Regions from separate parts of the Mustela erminea genome. Here region 1 is linked to region 2. Evidence: chromatin contacts called from public Hi-C data. All regions are on one chromosome and are shown on one strand. Each heading gives the region's core, a stretch centred on a gene start, on an enhancer-like site or on the middle of the called end of the contact. The rest is flanking DNA. Distances are from core to core; before and after follow the strand shown.

Region 1 (3,150 bases), core at 317-2,816, 540 kb before region 2:
TCGCTTGTATTTCCACGCCGTGGTAATCTCTGCGATCCGCGGTCAGCATCTTATCTCGCGTGTTACCTGGTGTCCGATTCTAACTGGGAACCGGACACCAGGGCGGGCCCAGAGCCCGGGGGACGGACGCGCCCGCCGGGGACCCCGGGTACCAGGCGCCCTGCCCGGAGTCTGAGAGGCCACGCGACTGCGCTCGTGGAGCGTTAGGGTCTCCGCTCTCCCCCTCCCTCTTCTCTTAGGCCAGCGCCGCGCTTTGTTGTCGTCGAGGCCCTCGGGAGGGAGGGGGAGCCCGGCGGGGACGGCTGCGGGAGCCCGCCCGGTCCCGGGCCGCCGCGCGCTCCCTGACACCCACGCCCGCAGTCCCGCGGAGCCCGGCGGCGCAGGCGCGCGCGCGAGCGAGCCCACATAGACACACACACACACACACGCACACACACACACGCACGCACACAGCACACCCGGGCCTGCCGCCCAGCCCTCCCCCTGGGCGGGGACCCGCCCGCCCGCCCGCCGTCAGCCTAGGTTGAGGCACCCTGCGTGTGTCTATAACTTTGTGCTGCGGCCGCGGCCGCCCTGCTCGTGGAAGGGAGGAGGAGGAATGTGGAAGGCGGCGGCGCGCAGGCTGACAGGCGTTTCCTCAGGCGGGCTGCGGCGGCGGCCGGAGCGCCTCTCCTTCGCGGAGGCTGCGCGCCCCCTCCTCGCGGTGCCCCGGGTCCGCGCAGAATTGTGCGTCCTCCCCCCTCGTCCCTGAAGGGAAGGAACTGAGGTAGGCGCCGGAGCTGTGCAGCGGGGCGGTCGCCTTCCCGGTGACTCCGGATCTGCTTCCGAGCTGGGCCAGGCGCTTCCCTTTTCCCTCCCCGTGACTCGGTGTGCGCGCCCCCCTTCCCTCCCGTTAGTATTTTTAAAGGACTTGAGTGAAGGGGGGAAAACTGTCAAGATGGCAGCAGCGGGAGCAAGGAGGTGATGAACGTGCTGGTCCGGGTTTTCTGGTAGCCCGGGAGACTTGGCGCTTCCTGACCTGTTGGAAGATTTATGTTCCGACTTGCCCCCTCCCCCCGTCCTTTCCTGGGAAGGGGGTGGAGGGTGCAGCGCCTGCGGGCACATAAACCATACAGACCCCCAAAGTGGTCGTGCCTGCTTGGCTCGGCCCTTTGCAAACACCCGCCGCGCTGGTTGCCCCCCTGCTTCCCGTCTTTTTTCTGGAAGTGACAGGAGCCCGTCCGCGCTCGGACCTACGTTCGTCCTCCTGGCCCGCGGGCGAAGAGGGGAGAAGGGGGCTGCCCGCGCTGTCCCCGGACTCGGGCCCCTCGGCGGGGAGAAGGGGGTACAAGGGGGCGCGGAGGCGGCAGGGCCGGGGACCAGCAGAAGAGCGGAAGACGCCACAGACTTTGGCTGCGGCGCCGCGGGAGGCACTTGAGCGGGCCCGAGCGAAACATAAACAAACGCACGCCCGCCTGGGCTCCGACCGCGGCTCGGCTGCGCCAGCTCTGGCCGCTGCCCGCTTTAAAGGCGCGGCTCGCGCCCCTCCCCCCCGCCCCCGCCCCTCCCCCTTCTTCCCCGCCCAGCCACCTAGCCCAGGAGGGACCTGCAGATCGGGCGGCCCCGGTGGCGGGGGGAGGGGGCTGCCCCGTGCGAGCCCGTCGATTCGCTCCCGGCTCCCCCGAGGCCAGGCCAGGGGGCGGTGTCTGCGGCGCCAGGTTCGCGGGACGCACGTCTCCAGGTCTGCCTGTTTCTGGGAGGCGGGCGCCGTGCGGCCGAGAAGCGGCGGCGGCGGGCGCGGAGTCGCGGAGGACTGGGCTCCAGCCCGGGATAACCAACTCTCCTTCTCTCTTCTCTCGTGCTTCCCCAGGCGGCGGCAGTAGCGGCAGCGACTCCTGGGAGCCCGAGCCTTCGCGGCGCCCCCGTCCCTCCCCCGCCGCACCCCGCCCCGGCGCGAGAGGAGAGCGCGAGAGCCCGAGCCGCGGGCGGGCGGCGAAGATGGCAGAGGCACCGGCCTCCCCGGCCCCGCTCTCTCCGCTCGAAGTGGAGCTGGACCCGGAGTTCGAACCCCAGAGCCGGCCGCGCTCCTGTACGTGGCCCCTGCAGAGGCCAGAGCTCCAGGGGAGCCCGGCCAAACCCTCGGGGGAGACGGCCGCCGATTCCATGATCCCCGAAGAGGAGGACGATGAAGACGACGAGGACGGCAGCGGTAGGGCCGGTTCGGCCATGGCGATCGGCGGCGGCGGGAGCGGCGCGCTAGGCTCCGGGCTGCTCCTTGAAGACTCGGCCCGGTTGCTGGCTCCCGGAGGGCAGGACCCCGGCTCCGGGCCAGCCCCCGCGGCAGGCGCGCTGAGCGGGGGGACGCAGACGTCGCTGCAGCCTCAGCAGCCACTGCCGCCGCCGCAGCCGGGGGCGGCTGGGGGCTCAGGGCAGCCGAGGAAATGCTCGTCGCGGCGGAACGCCTGGGGGAACCTGTCCTACGCCGACCTGATCACTCGCGCCATCGAGAGCTCGCCGGACAAACGGCTCACTCTGTCCCAGATCTACGAGTGGATGGTGCGCTGCGTGCCCTACTTCAAGGATAAGGGTGACAGCAACAGCTCTGCGGGGTGGAAGGTGCGTACCCACCTCGGGCGGGCGGCCGGACCCGCCGGGCCTCCTGCGCAGTGCGAGACGCGCCTTCGATTCATTGGAGCGCGCCTGCGGGCGCTGGGGAGAAGGGTTGGCACCGAGAGCCTCCGCTGTGAGGTTTCCGGGGATCTCTGTGACCCCCAGAGGAGGGGAACCTGGGGTCGGCCGCGGAGGGTAGGGCGGGGAAAGGAGGCTTCCGACGAAGCCTCGGGCATGGGCAGGTGAGGAGAGGGGGCGAGGGATACCGGCGAGGGAAGGACTGGCGGACGGGAGTGCGTTTGCTGGATTCCCGGGACGACACAGACGAGGTAGGTCTTCGGCCAACTTCGAAGTAGAAATCAGCCGTAGTGGGGATGCGGGAAGGGCTTTGCGGGTGCAGTGAGAGGATGTGGGGGTGTGCTTGGGACTTGGTACCCGGAGGAGGGGTTGGATTTGTGGTTTCCAGTCGGTTACAGAGCATGTCGTTGTCACTAGCTGGGTGAAAACCCTTGCGTCGAAGTTTCTGGCTTGTGGGTGTTAGTTCCCACAGGCACACCGATC
Region 2 (3,554 bases), core at 311-2,810:
GTCTGATGGACGAAGAGGTGTCTCTTTCACCGAACGAAGATACTCGGTTTTTCTCAAAATGGTTTGCTTTATGTTTTCCAGTGCTGTCTCTCTAGTAGTTGAATCTCTACTGCACAGTCCATCCCATCTCACTTCATTCTCCCCTTCAGCCATGACAACTGGAGGTTTTTTTCTTTGCCGTCTTCAGTTACCTTTCAGCATGTCCCCAAAAGCACTTTGTATTTTTAAAACGAGAAAAAATGTAAGAATAAAATCAGAGAAATCGAATCGTCATGAAAACACAAATGTCTGGGAGACATCTGGAACCAGAAGTGTCTTTTATATTAATTGCTTTCAACCAATCTGCGAGACAGAACTCACCCTCTCCTACATGAAGGGGCAGTCTTCTTGTCAGAGACTAAAAAAAAAGTTGGAAAGTTGAAACCCGAAAGCGCTGGCTCTGCTGCACAGGCAGTCCCGGGGAAGTGCTCTCCTCCGTCTCGCGGGGTCAGCGGATATCCTCACGTTGTGGAGCTGTCAAATCCGTGCTCTGCCCAAAAAGGCTGGTAACAGTTGAAGGCGCTCCAGCCATTCGGGGTTTTTTGTCTGGGCAGCCACCGGGTTCTCAGGAACATTCCCACCCCGCCCCTCCTCCGGCACCAGTCCCCGCCCCCTGCAGCTCCTCCCTACCCCTCAGCTGCCGCCGGGAGCTGGTGGGGAAATCTCGCCAAATCCTTGCTCACTGGCTGCCGCGGCCGGAGACCCAGTCGCTCGTTGGGGGCGGCCGCCTCTGGCAGCCGCTGTCCCGGCTGCAGCGTTGGAGGAAAGTGTCTCCGGCCCCAAGATTCCGGATCCCCGAGCAGACGCCTTTTCTTTTCCTATACCTGCGTCCTCGCCCACCGCCCACTAAACCTGACGGGCACAGGGCTGGGCCGCAATCCCCAAAAGCGGGGCCGGGCCGCGGAGCTGGCGGAGAAGCCAGGCGAGAGGCGCAGAGCCCGCCCCTTCGCCCAGCCCCATCGGTGGGGCTCGGCCCAGAGGGCGGGAGCAGGGAGGGAAGATGGGGTCCTCACCCCCCAGCCCCTCCCCTTTCTCCGCCCGACATAATCCAGGAGCCGCCCCTGCCCCAGCGCCCTCTTCCCCGCCCAAGCAGACGCGACCCGCGGAGGCAAAGCCATTGGAAAAAGCCCCGCCCTCCAGCCGGCTACCTCCAGACCCCAAGTCCGCGAGCGGCCGCCAACTGCTGCTGGCTGCTGCGCATGCGTGACGAGAGCAGGGAGCATGCGCCTAAGGGGCATTTTTGCGTCGGTGGCGTTTCTCGTCCTCTGACGTTGGGATTCTCCCGGTTGGAGAAGGGGAGAGAAGAGTAAGGAGTTGAAGTACACTGAAACCGTTACAGACAAGACAAGCACGGCAAAGAAAGAGGGCGTAAACACACATCTGGAAGAAATTGAATCTAAATTTAAAATTAGTCTGAAAATAGTGACAGTCTCATTATTACGCCAAATCCGAGATTTAAGAGGGCAGGGCGTCCTCGCATTGACTTCTGGGAAATGTAGTTTTGATGTACAGACGCGTTCTGTAACTACAGTCCCCAGGAGCCACTGCGACGTCGCCTGTAGCGGCCTTCGAGCCAACGGTTAGCGCGGATGGAGGTTGAGAGCGTCGATTTGGTGAGCACTGTAGGTTTGGCTGCCAATTTTTCTTTGACAGGATTTTTTCCTTCTCCCGTTTCCTCAGGTATTTTGGAGACCAGGCTATCTAGAGCTGTCCTCCTTAGTCCAGGGGTAGTGTCCAGTAATCTGCCTGGGAAGGAGTAGTCTGGGTGCCCAAGGCCGAGGGCATATGAAGGCGCGAGGAATGATCGGGACCCCAAGGGGCTTAGAAAGCAGCAAAAGGCCGGGCAAGAGGGATGCTGTAGAAACCGGTGCGTCTTGCTGCGGCTTCCGCTTAGCCCTTTGAGGTGGACTCGCTCGCGAGGGATTAGGTATCCCTGTGCATTGCACTTTTGTTTGCCATTTCATAGGGGTGTTTTGTGTTGTATGCGCTCAGTAGAATGAAATCCCAGGCAAGGCTTTGAAAGCGAGTTTTAAAATCCATTTTGTATGAGAGTAAGGGGGAAAGAAGCCCCAGTATTCCTAGATAATGAATGTTTGCAGAGATACTGCATGAAAAAAGACCTATAAAAATTTCCAAAACTTAGTACATTTAGAAGATTCATTTGTTTGAAAACTACTGTTTGGTTTTGAAAAGTCATTCCTCTTGAGAAAAGTCAAGGTAGTCAATGGACCGAGAACCAAATTCGATTTTAATTCTTCACATTGCGGAAGAGATTTTTTTCTAAAAATTGAGCCCTGGGGCGCTTGGGTGGCTCAGTGCAAAGAGCATGCAACTTTTGATCCCCCGGGGGGTGAGTTCCAGCCCCATGCTGGATATAGAAATTACTTAAATAAAAACTTTTAAAAAATAAAATAAATTAAAAAATGAAAAAGATGAAAATTTAGCCCTGTGAGGTACTGAGTACACAACAGTGGCAAAGACAGTCCCTATCTAGTTACATAACCTAATGGTTAAATGCACAGTTTTAGTACAATATGATATCTGGCTATCTGGCATGGCTAGGATTTCACCAGGGAAATCTTCATCCTGGGAAAAGAGGGCTAAAGCGACAGCATAGGGTGAAGGCTAAAGGGACAGCATAGGGTGAAGCCTAGAAGTGAGAGAGGTATGAAACTTTCAGGAAACCAAAATAAGCCAAATCACCCATATTTGGGGAGGGATGACTTTTTATCTACTGATGTATTCTGTAGCTGTGAGGAGACAAGTACTGTGAATTTTCCAGATAGTTTCTGAAAGTGACATGTCCTTGAACAGATAAGTTTTGATGAATTGGTGTAATTCGGAAGGCCTTGGGTATGGTCTACATTCTATGCTACTGGTTTAAATTCTGCTACTGATTTAAATCAGATTTTTTTTTTAAATGAGAAGTTCTTATGAATATGATTTCAAAAAATAAAAACGACATTCTTTTTTTCGTCTTTTTTTGGGCTCGTCCTCCTTTGGCCAATGCACAAAGAGTAGGGTAGTTTCTCAAATCTCGGTCCCCTTATCACATAGTTGAATATGATCCCTTCCAAATCCATGGTTTCACTACCACCTATGACTTTTAAATGTATAGCTCTATCCTCCTTTACCTTTCCAGTTTTCATATACCCATTTCCTTGATATTTCTTGTTTGATACCTCAGAAGCCTCTCAAGTTCAACATGCCTAAAACCAAATGGATGGTTATCTTTAATGAGTCTGATTCTTTTTCAGTGTTAACTATTTCAGTTAATGATCCTACCATCTACTTGTGAAAATTTGAAAACTACACATTATTGATTTCTTCCTGTCCTTCATGCCTTTATAGCCAATTATTACCAAGTCCCTTCAATCTCATCTCCCAGATAACCTCCAAATCCACCCTTTTCCCACAGTCTGCACAAGCACAGTCTTTTCCAAACTGCCATAGTGTGTTGCCTAGATCGTTGCAATAGGGATAATTCACTCTGGCCTTTCTCCACACTGGAGTCA

What was found. A called contact is a pair of places that touch in the nucleus more often than the background predicts.
Region 1: a Hi-C map of spleen shows a contact between it and region 2, with 4 times the contacts expected there. The contact joins the promoter of FOXO3 here to the promoter of CEP57L1 in region 2. A contact is called at or near these places in 2 of 3 Hi-C or Micro-C datasets (fibroblasts and spleen).

Annotation. Positions count from the first base shown.
Region 1 is chr4:23,583,491-23,586,640 of mMusErm1.Pri, reverse strand. It overlaps FOXO3 (forkhead box protein O3), which reads left to right and starts at 1,566. Exons shown (of 4, transcript XM_032338879.1): 1 at 1,566-1,720; 2 at 1,850-2,595. The coding sequence starts at 1,978.
Region 2 is chr4:23,046,906-23,050,459 of mMusErm1.Pri, reverse strand. CEP57L1 (centrosomal protein CEP57L1) reads left to right here and starts at 1,560. Exons shown (of 11, transcript XM_032338862.1): 1 at 1,560-1,661. The coding sequence starts at 1,629. SESN1 (sestrin-1) reads right to left here and starts at 821. Exons shown (of 11, transcript XM_032338860.1): 1 at 361-821; 2 at 1-214. The coding sequence starts at 153.